3 separate regions of the Anas platyrhynchos genome follow, and all the other regions are linked to region 3. The links are chromatin contacts, called in public Hi-C maps. All regions are on one chromosome and are shown on one strand. The core of a region is the stretch at or near the end of the contact, and the rest is flanking DNA. Distances in the headings are between cores, read along the strand shown. Region 1 has its middle 19 kb from the start of AKIRIN2. Region 2 has its middle 39 kb from the start of AKIRIN2. Region 3 overlaps RARS2 (arginyl-tRNA synthetase 2, mitochondrial).

Evidence for each region. A called contact is a pair of places that touch in the nucleus more often than the background predicts.
Region 1: a Hi-C map of small yellow follicle shows a contact between it and region 3, with 2.7 times the contacts expected there. The contact joins two enhancer-like sites. A contact is called at or near these places in 3 of 8 Hi-C or Micro-C datasets (liver, skeletal muscle and small yellow follicle).
Region 2: a contact with region 3 is called in a Hi-C map of skeletal muscle, with 1.8 times the contacts expected there. The contact joins two enhancer-like sites. A contact is called at or near these places in 2 of 8 Hi-C or Micro-C datasets (skeletal muscle and subcutaneous adipose tissue).

The regions. Positions count from the first base shown.
Region 1 is chr3:83,168,913-83,171,889 of IASCAAS_PekinDuck_T2T, forward strand. No RefSeq gene overlaps it. Among named protein-coding and RNA genes, the nearest start is that of AKIRIN2, 19 kb to the right of the region's middle. Within about 2 kb of position 1,614, at least 1 of the 8 cell types and tissues checked has an H3K27ac peak or open chromatin away from gene starts, as enhancers often do. A contact at or near this core is called in small yellow follicle, where this site is marked.
Region 2 is chr3:83,149,207-83,152,155 of IASCAAS_PekinDuck_T2T, forward strand. No RefSeq gene overlaps it. Among named protein-coding and RNA genes, the nearest start is that of AKIRIN2, 39 kb to the right of the region's middle. Within about 2 kb of position 1,660, at least 2 of the 8 cell types and tissues checked have an H3K27ac peak or open chromatin away from gene starts, as enhancers often do.
Region 3 is chr3:83,260,602-83,263,841 of IASCAAS_PekinDuck_T2T, forward strand. It overlaps RARS2 (arginyl-tRNA synthetase 2, mitochondrial), which reads left to right. Exons shown (of 22, transcript XR_011808467.1): 8 at 1,960-2,036. Among named protein-coding and RNA genes, the nearest start is that of ORC3, 16 kb to the left of the region's middle. Within about 2 kb of position 1,565, at least 4 of the 8 cell types and tissues checked have an H3K27ac peak or open chromatin away from gene starts, as enhancers often do. A contact at or near this core is called in small yellow follicle, where this site is marked.

The DNA.
Region 1 (2,977 bases), core at 364-2,863, 92 kb before region 3:
TAGCGTACGGTGAGACTGGTTGATTAATGGGTCTGTTCCAGCTTCCACTAGTCCTGCTCCCTGGGTATGTTCAGTGTTTCTGCTGCCTATACTTCAGTCCCGTCAGAGTGCAGAGTCAACACTGAGTGAGCTCTGATCCCCTCTGGGCACCCTGCTGAGAGCAAATGAGGACTAATGGGAGGAGTTTTTGGTTGCTGGTATACCCACTTACACTTCAAATCCCCAGAAAGCTTTAGATAACTAGGTTTTGATGAGAAATCAAAACCAAAACCCACATTGACCATGCACAACAGAATGAACAAATAAGGCCTGATTTCTTACGTGTCTCTCTGTCCCCCTTTCCTCTTCCCCACTGGGATCCTCTGGGATCCAGCAAGACTTCTCTTTCAGCAGAGGTAATATTTGAAGCATTACTCACTCTCCTCTACTCAGTTCCCAGTTTTCTGGAAATTTGATTTAACTTTGATGTTACCGAAACCTCTACACTTCAGTGACTCTTGGCTGGAGCTGGGCATCAGGGTCACAAGTCACTGGGAGGAACAAAGAGGCAGATACACAGGCACGGGGCATGAACTGTGAGCCAGGTTTAAAAAAATGTTCCCTTTATTATGATAAATGGAGCAGACTAATTTTGACGCAGGGAAGGGGGAATGGCTGTGGAAGCTCAGGGTGCTGTGGTGTCTCAGACAGGTATGCAGAAAGCCATCACTGAGCCTAACCTTGGGCTTCTCGCTTCTAGCCCTCTGCGTCAAGAAAACACAAACTAAACTTTCTTTTCCTACAGCTGTAGGGCTTGCACATCAGCTGGATGACTTCTCTGATAAAATGCATAGACATTTGTCCAGAGAGATCACAACCTCTTCTTCCAAAGCAAATCTCTCCCAGGCAGCCCATCTGACCTCGCTTCCACTTGGATCCGCTTCAGGTTTGGTCCCCAGCTTCAGCATCAATGGGAGACGAACCCTACATGCTCCTCGGGGTTTCGTGTCAGATCCCAGCACCTTCTAATTGCAGCTCACTGCTGCGTACAACGATAGAGGCTGGTGAGTAATGAGGGAGAGAAGATGTCAGACATGAATGCCCTTGAAATAGGCTATTCTAATGCTATCGTGTTGGGATCGGGAGAAGCGCATTATCCTCAAGTTTGTGTGAATGAACCAGGGCTATTTGGCAGCTCTGTAATTCATTCAGCTCTTTTTTTTTTTTTTTTTTTTTTTCTCCTCAGAGTAAAACACCAAACTCATTCATTATAGTTGGCTTCAGGGCTCTTGGGAGCCACCCTGAAAGCTCTCCATCTTCAGCATGGACAGCTAATCTGGACAAATAATTTCAAACAGTTTAAGAAACAGTTTGACCCCCCAAGGAAAATAACTGAAGGTCAAAGGGACATCTCGGTGTGTATCTGTGGAGAATATAAATCGAGTTGTTTATTCCTTCTCTCTGGAGCCCAGCAAGGTTCAAATTCAGTTTATAAGCTTATCACCAAAATTCATTTTATACAGTACCTTAAACATAAACTCCCACTCAGCCCGATCAAAGCTTTTCCAGCACGAAGCAGCTGAGCTACAATCAGTCCCCTTGTTCAGTTGGCCAAGGCAGGGTTCTTAATCAGTATAAAAACACGAGGAGTCAAATGGGAGGTTTTAATAAAACGGGTTTGATCGACTTCCAAGGAGGTGGCAGAGGTCTGTGGAAAGAAACATTCCTGCCAGCTCCTCCGAAATTCGTGTGAGCCCCGTGGAGTGCCAGGGAGTGAGAGGACCCTGCGGCTCGCTGGTGACTGCCCTCATTATCCTCGGCAGAGGGTGCACCCCCTAACCCTTCGCTCTAATCCACCTCCAGCCTCAACTCCTCGAGTTCCCTACTCCCGAAAACTCATTTATCTCGGCTCCTTCCACTGGAAAACAATCAAGCCCCTGGGCTTTGCCAGAGATCAAAGTGTGATTGCTCCAGTTGTCTCGGTTTCCAAATCTATTGCTTCTTTAGATGCCGTTGCTGCTTATTCAGACAAAGCAGCTCTGTGCTGAAAGTCCACAGCAGCTGCAGATTAGAGACTGGGCAAAGTATAGGAAGTGATGCATGCAGGACAGCACCCTTCTCTCTTCCTGGATGTTCGCTCAGTTGCTTAAGTGAGAGCTGAGGTACCCCAAGAGCACTGCAGGGACGTGGCTGTCCCCAGCAGCCTTGTTGGTGGCACTGCTACAACGCTCTTCCAAATGCAGGGCCCTGGGTGACAGCCTCTGCTTGGTGGTGATGCCACATGCACCCAGACGTGCCCTGCAGACCTGTGCATCGGGCTGGAAGCTCTTGCCCTCTTTTGAACCGGAGTTAACATCAGTGGGGATGCACCGATCACCCTGAGCACACAGGGAGATGGGTTTTGTCAGGGCCCAAGGCTTCGGTGTGGTTTGGGGTTGTCACAAGCTGGATCTCCTGCGTTACAACATGGAAGAATCAGGATAATGCCACCGCCCTGTAATCAACTCCCTGGTGATCTCCCAGCCTTTCTGAATTTTCTGTGCTACAAATTGTGTTATTCCAAAAAATTGCAAGCGCTGACTACCAGAAACCATTTTACTTCCCTAAGAATAGCTCAGATGTCTGTCTCTAAATGGCTAAAATAAAGATCGTCACAAAACATTCATGGCACAGAGAGTAAGAACCAGTGGGGAAAATGAGGCCTTAATGAAATAAAATGATTCTTTGGATTAGCTCTGGACTTCAAACATTTAGGGCCAGAAAATTAATATGAATTAAATTCCGATCCATGCAATTAAGTTACGGTAAGAGGGCAGCAAGGCCATTTTAGATTCATGTGCTGGTAAAAAGGAAAAGAAATAAGTAATGAAGATGTACTTCTGCATTCATGAGTCCTCTCCTCTCTCCAAAAGGCTGTCAGAAGGAGTTAGCAATAAAACCAATGTAACTGAGATTGTTTGAGCAAGATAGCTCGCTGACATGACCTATTCACACATAA
Region 2 (2,949 bases), core at 410-2,909, 110 kb before region 3:
TTCTTGGATGAGATGTCCCGCTCAGCAGAAAGAAGGTACACGCAGGGCTCTTCCCTGAGAACTGCCAGTGAAGGATGTGTGCTCACAGCTGGCTGGAGGATGGACCTGGATGAGCAGCACCAGCCTGGTCCTGCAGCTCCCAGCCAGCTCAGCCTTGCTCCTGAGCCACCAGCAGGTCACTGAGGAAGAGCAGCAGAGACACCGTGGTGACCCTGTCCCCGTTCTGATGGACAAGGCTTGGTGGGAACTGCTCGAGCACCTCAATAAATAGGAATTCATCTGAGTTTCACCCGGGCTTTCAGCAGACAGTACCTTCCAGCTCTGCAAGCTAGAGCCAGCAGGCCCGTGGAATGATAAATGCTATCAACACTAAAATAATCATGTCCTTTCCCCACACTGAAAGCTAAAGTGGTGTAATCTCACCATAACAAACCCCGGTGGGAATGAGATGAATGCTCCCTTTGTGAAAGTACACATCATAGCGGGGTTCAACAATTTCCCAGATCAGAATAATGAGGAAACCTGTTATTTGCATAGGACATCGCTGTATTTTACTTCTGTGCTTTCATTTTAGCAACCTTTAAACAATTTCTAAAGAGAGAAGTTTCTAAACAATTTCCAAAGACAGAAAGCTGTACGTTTTTACATGCTAAACGCAGCGTGTTGTGAAAATAGCAAAAAGCATGACTATTGAATCCAGGTCACTCTGTGTGAACAGTCATTCTAATAGTCCTCATTACCAAAGAGAAAATTAGTTCTTGCTGTTGGAATTGTTATAAACGAGGGTTGTTAAAAGCTGAGTTTATTATTGTGAAGCTGGGCTGCATTTAAAAATGTTACTGAAAATTTTCCAGTCGCCTAATAATTTTATTAAGAACCACTTAAAAGATCAGCTGAAAATGTGGTAATGCCTGCATAACACAAACAAGACTTGCCCTTCAGCATGCACAGCTATTGTGGTTTTATATTGAAGGCTTATGTAAAGCAGACGTGGATGTTAGAGAGGCTGGTGACCTCCGTGCGAGAGCAGTGTTACTAACAGAGATCAGCCCCACCAATACGCCACTGATTTCTGGAAAGACAAAAAGCCTGTGGGATGAATATCCAGAGGGTTAAAGGGGACTGGAGCACACTGGGGACTGGCAATTCAGTTCCAGACAACTGCCTCAGTCCAGACCTAGCCACCAGTAAATACAACAACCAGGAAAGTTGTTGCCACCAAGTGGCCTGTCCGCAGGGACGTGCGTGATGGTTGAGTTGGTGCCCTCATAGAAAGCCCCTCTGGAGCCAGGAGGGGTGCAGCACCAATTTTTCTTCCCTTTGCAATGTGGGAATTCAGGATAACCCACTCACTGCAAAAACTTGGGAGCCCTGGGGTATACCCAGAGCTGCCAAGAGCTGCACTGGCATGGGCACAGCAGCACCGGGGTCCCTGTGTGGGGTGGACACCAGCTCTTATGGGTGGACACCAACCCAGCACCCAGCAATTCGGATGGCTCCACAGCGAAGACGTTGCCTGCTGTAAGGGATATGGCAGGGACAGCTGAGCAGGATTTCATTCCTTCAACCGGATGAGGAGAGGTCAAGACAGGCCACCGAACTCACCAGCTGATCTCAGCGGGGAGAGCCCCGCGGTGCTGACCGTCAGACACCGAGCTGCCCCCTCACGTCTGCGTCTAGGATTTCCTCGAGCCCTGAGTTATGCAAAAGGTCTTGCTCCGTTTCCCTCTATGGCTATCACGTCAGCTCGTGGGTAAATCGCCGTGACAATTAGGCAGAATAATGGGAAGACGTGACATATGTTTCTTTTATTTCAGCACCGTCTGCTGAAAACTGGAACGAAAAGGTACCAGGCAGCTTCTCCCGTGCCTTTGGAATTGCACAGAGGGTGATGCTGAAGCATTAAACAGGCAGAAATAATTATACTTGCACAGAGAAAATTAAAAACAATGGGAGAAAGTGTACGATTTTCTTTGTAGCAACCCTTGCCTGCAGCAGTTCTGTATGTTTCAGATAAATAGAGGAGACACTGTGAAACCTTTTGGAGGCTAATCAAAACCTCTAACACAACAATAAAATCTTCTCACAGCTGGAGCCAGAGAGCAGCATTAATATTTACTAACCATTGAGTATATTTACATGAAAGAGAGGATTCTAAGAGTATCTTCGATATGCAATTAAGGCACACACATGGGCTGGCAGGAAAATAAAATAAATCCCTTTTATCATGTCTGTGCTAATGTCTCCGGTAATGGACTAATAATTACAAACGCACTTGCAAGGTTCTTGCAATAGGGAGAGTTCTGCCGCAAACTTTATTCTCATCCGAGTTCATCTTGAACTCAATTGCAGTGCCTAAATTGTAGGACACAGAGGACCCAAACCCAAAGGTTTAATTTGGCATCAGCTGCGTCAACACACAGCTTGTCAACTAAGATACAGTGTGAGAGCTATGGAAATGTTTCACAAACACCCAGGTAACAGCAGCACATGGTTGGTGTTCTTGGACAGAGAAAAATGGTTTAGTGAGCAAAATACATCCCTTTTAACTGGGAAATGTGAGGTTATATTGCAGTAGGTCTGCCTCTTTAATTAAAGTTAGCCATGTGGTTTAACAGACAGTGGAGGAAAGCATTCATGGAGGAGGAATTGAGGCTTTGTACATCGTCACAGCTCTCTCCACATCACCTCCACCATCATGAGTTTTGCCAAGGAATGCTACACACTAGGGCTGCTCCATGCTAGGAATGCTAGGGAGCTGGTTGCATTTGTATTGCGTTTTTATCATCTGGCCTACCATATGTTAATGAGCTTGTTTGTACACATGGAGCGTATTAATCTACCTGAAAGTACTAGGTTGAACCAAACTAGTGATGTTTTGCATTGGGAAAAAAAATAAATGTGAAAACCTGGCTTGTAGATCTTGTCATCCAACCAATGACAGATAAT
Region 3 (3,240 bases), core at 315-2,814:
AATTAAATAAATTTCATCATTACGTATTTCATTCATTTTTACCCCATAGACATTATTTTTTATCACCAGCGCTTGCATAATGAATGTGGCAATGGCAATTAAGCAATAAAATGCAAAAGGCAAAGGGCTTCTCAGCTGACCTCATTCACTCGTTGGAGATAAATGGTACTCGTAAGTCTGAATACCAGGAAATTTAACACAAAGTTTCTAGAAAGAATAAGGATGACTGTGTGTTATTTACCTATATTCCTGTTGTCCAGAGCACAGCTGTTAAAAATGGTACCACTGACAGAGCAGTCCCAAGTGTAGCTTTCCAGATGGGTGCTCCCTTCTCTATTTGGGCTGGCTCAGCTCAAATATGTGCCAGGCTTTATAACAAATAACACAGTCATGCTTCACAGAATTATAGCAGAGGAATATTAGTATATTAGTCCTTTCCCAGAAGCGGTGCTATAATTAACAATCTGTCAGCATTTCCATTACAACTCCCATTGTTGAAGGCTCTAAAAAATAATAATTGAAAATGTGTTTTGCTGAAAAATGGCGGAGCAGTCCTCAAGCTTGAAGCAGTTTTGGGGCAGGTTTCTTCAGGTAACAAATCTCAGGCAGTCGTTCCGTCTGTCAGTCCATCCATCTTCCTGACGCTCTGCTCTTAATAAATTCTGAATGCATTGGGCAACCTCAGCCAGATCTGACAAAAAATATCCCGGAGAACAAAGTTCTCCTAGTTTTGTGACAGCTGGCGGACGTGTAGGGGTAGGAATACAATGTAGTGCCTTCGGGGAGAGAAAGTTAACTTCTGAGCTCAGCCTGTCAGCTCACCAGTCAGCACATCTCGGTCAAATTCAATCCCAGCTCGTGCTACGTCTTGCCAGTAATTGGGGAGTATAACAAATATTTAGGAGAAGACAGAGACATGTGGAAGGAAGTGTTTGGGGTGAATGAAAGCTGGAAGCCTTGCTGGGGGTTGGACTGTGAAAGCAGCATGGAAAAGTGGGGTGTGTAGGTACACTAAGAGAGATCATTAAGAAGCCAAGCCCATAGAGCCGGCTATCTTTAAAGAAACACCCTCTCAATAGGATCAGACGCATTTTGTTTCCTAAACTCTAACTTGTTTTTCCTATCTAAATCTGCTACAGCTTCTATCGCAGTCGTTGTTTTCGGGAGGGAAGTTCTGGAGATAGCGCTGTTTGCTTAGCTGCTAAGGGCTTTCAAAGGGGTGCCCGCATTCCTCAGATGCTGTCTTTATATCAGTCCAGGTCCTTGTTGGCTCAGAAGGAAGGGATGACCTTAAAAGCAGCCTCAGATAATCCAAGAGGCTATGGGGTTAATAAAGCTAGATTACGGAATGAATTAATGGGCTCTTTTGACTTAGACAATCAGTTGGGGGGTTGAATTTCTTGCCCTTTCAGATGGCTTTCAGAAAGTGCTGAAGCCAGATCAGATAATGTGAAGAAAAGCTGCACATTCTCAGCATTTAGCAAAAAGCTCCCTTCAGAGTACTGCATGAGTGGTATGTGAAATAACTGCGTTGTGTCCCAGTTTCTACTGTCCTTGAAGTGATAATGCTGCTAAGGGAGGAAGCCAAACAAGGGGGTTGATTATTCTGTTTGCTGGACAGTTTCCCCTGTATGGCTTTGTGTTTTCAGCTGGTCGCTGTGTAAAATATAACTTTATCTGCAAGTCTAGGAAGAAATTCCATTTATGAGGAATTGAAAAGTTGACATTGTATTTTATACTAATTTCTAGCTGTTAAAGCTTTTTTCGTACAGCAGAATAAAAGGCTATGCTTTTGATCTCTTTATAGCCTGCACTTATTACATTGTTTAGATATTTAGGCAATTTGTCTTATTACATAGAGTGCTACGACAGGGCTTGCTTATTAAAACAACTTAATCAGCAAAACAATACACTCTGGGCTGGGCTGTTGTCTAACTCTGTATTTAATTGTTTTTCAAGGTTTACTGGGTGTTGGTTTCCAACAGTTTGGCGATAAAGAGAAGCTAAAATCCAGTCCTTTACAGCACCTTTTCGAGGTAAGTTCAGAGAAGACCATTTGGGTACCTCAGAGGATAATCCATTTAATGTCACTGTCAGTTTTGTACAGGATGGTGCCTCTGCAGGGTCACGAGGGACTTGTGCAATCATGTTGTATTTAAACAACTTCATTGAAAGACAGCTGCCCGTGACAGCAGGGACAGGTTTCATTAGACTGAAAAATACACCTCCTAAGGGAGGGAATTGAATGGGTCCTCGGGTTGCATGGGGTGCTGCGACTGCCACAGCTTGACCAGTATCAGCTGTCCTAACTCGGCAGCGATGACCTCCGAGCACAGCTTTGGTGACTGCAGTGGGAAGGAAGTCTGATGCTGTCGTGTGCTGGTTACCAAAGCTGTGTTCAGTTACACTGAAAGAAGTGGCATATGTGGTATAAAAATGTTCTTGTTGCCAGTATTTTAGAACAAGTAATGTTTCATTTCCATTGCTCAGTACACAATTCACGATGGTTGGGGGCAGGTTATCTTTGAGGTGTTTTGGAGCTACTGTGGAGCCTTAACATACATACAGGTAAGGAGAAGAGACTGTCACTTTTCAGACTGCTGTTCCAGCCCTGCAGATTGTTCTTTCTTTCAGCTGTGTGTAAGACCCAGGACCATTAGAAGGTGCAATTTCTGTTGGCAGGTGTTAATGAAAAGCCTTCCAACAGCAGAGAAAGCTGTTTAATTGCAGGGGGGTGCTCTCTTGGTTGCCCACCATGCCTGCCTCGACACAGTGCAGGTGTCACAGTTTGCATTTCTGTGCATCAGGGACAAACGAATTCCCTGGAGTCTCCACACAGGCTGTCATAGTTTAACAAGTCTTCTTTTTACAGAACTGATAGGATTTTGGATGTTCATCCAGATAAGTCAGTATTTATTTCTTCCTTTTTACCAGTTCCTACGTTACTTCTTGTTTCAAACAGTGCAATAGGCAAATTAAAAAAAAAAAAAAAAGGCTTTTGTGAATCTTTTGATACTTTTAAGTTATCTTTGGTTGACAGTGTGTGTTGTACCAATCCAACAGCCACAAGGATGCTGAGTTAAGCTTTACTTTCCAAGCTGGATGTGGGAACTATTGCTAATGCAGGTGTTCAGGCAGTACATCGGGCTAACCCTTTCACATAAATCTGCTTACTGGCAAAGGAACAAAGTGTGGTTGAATGTTTGGGCACTGTACAACTGAATACATATTAGGCAGGTT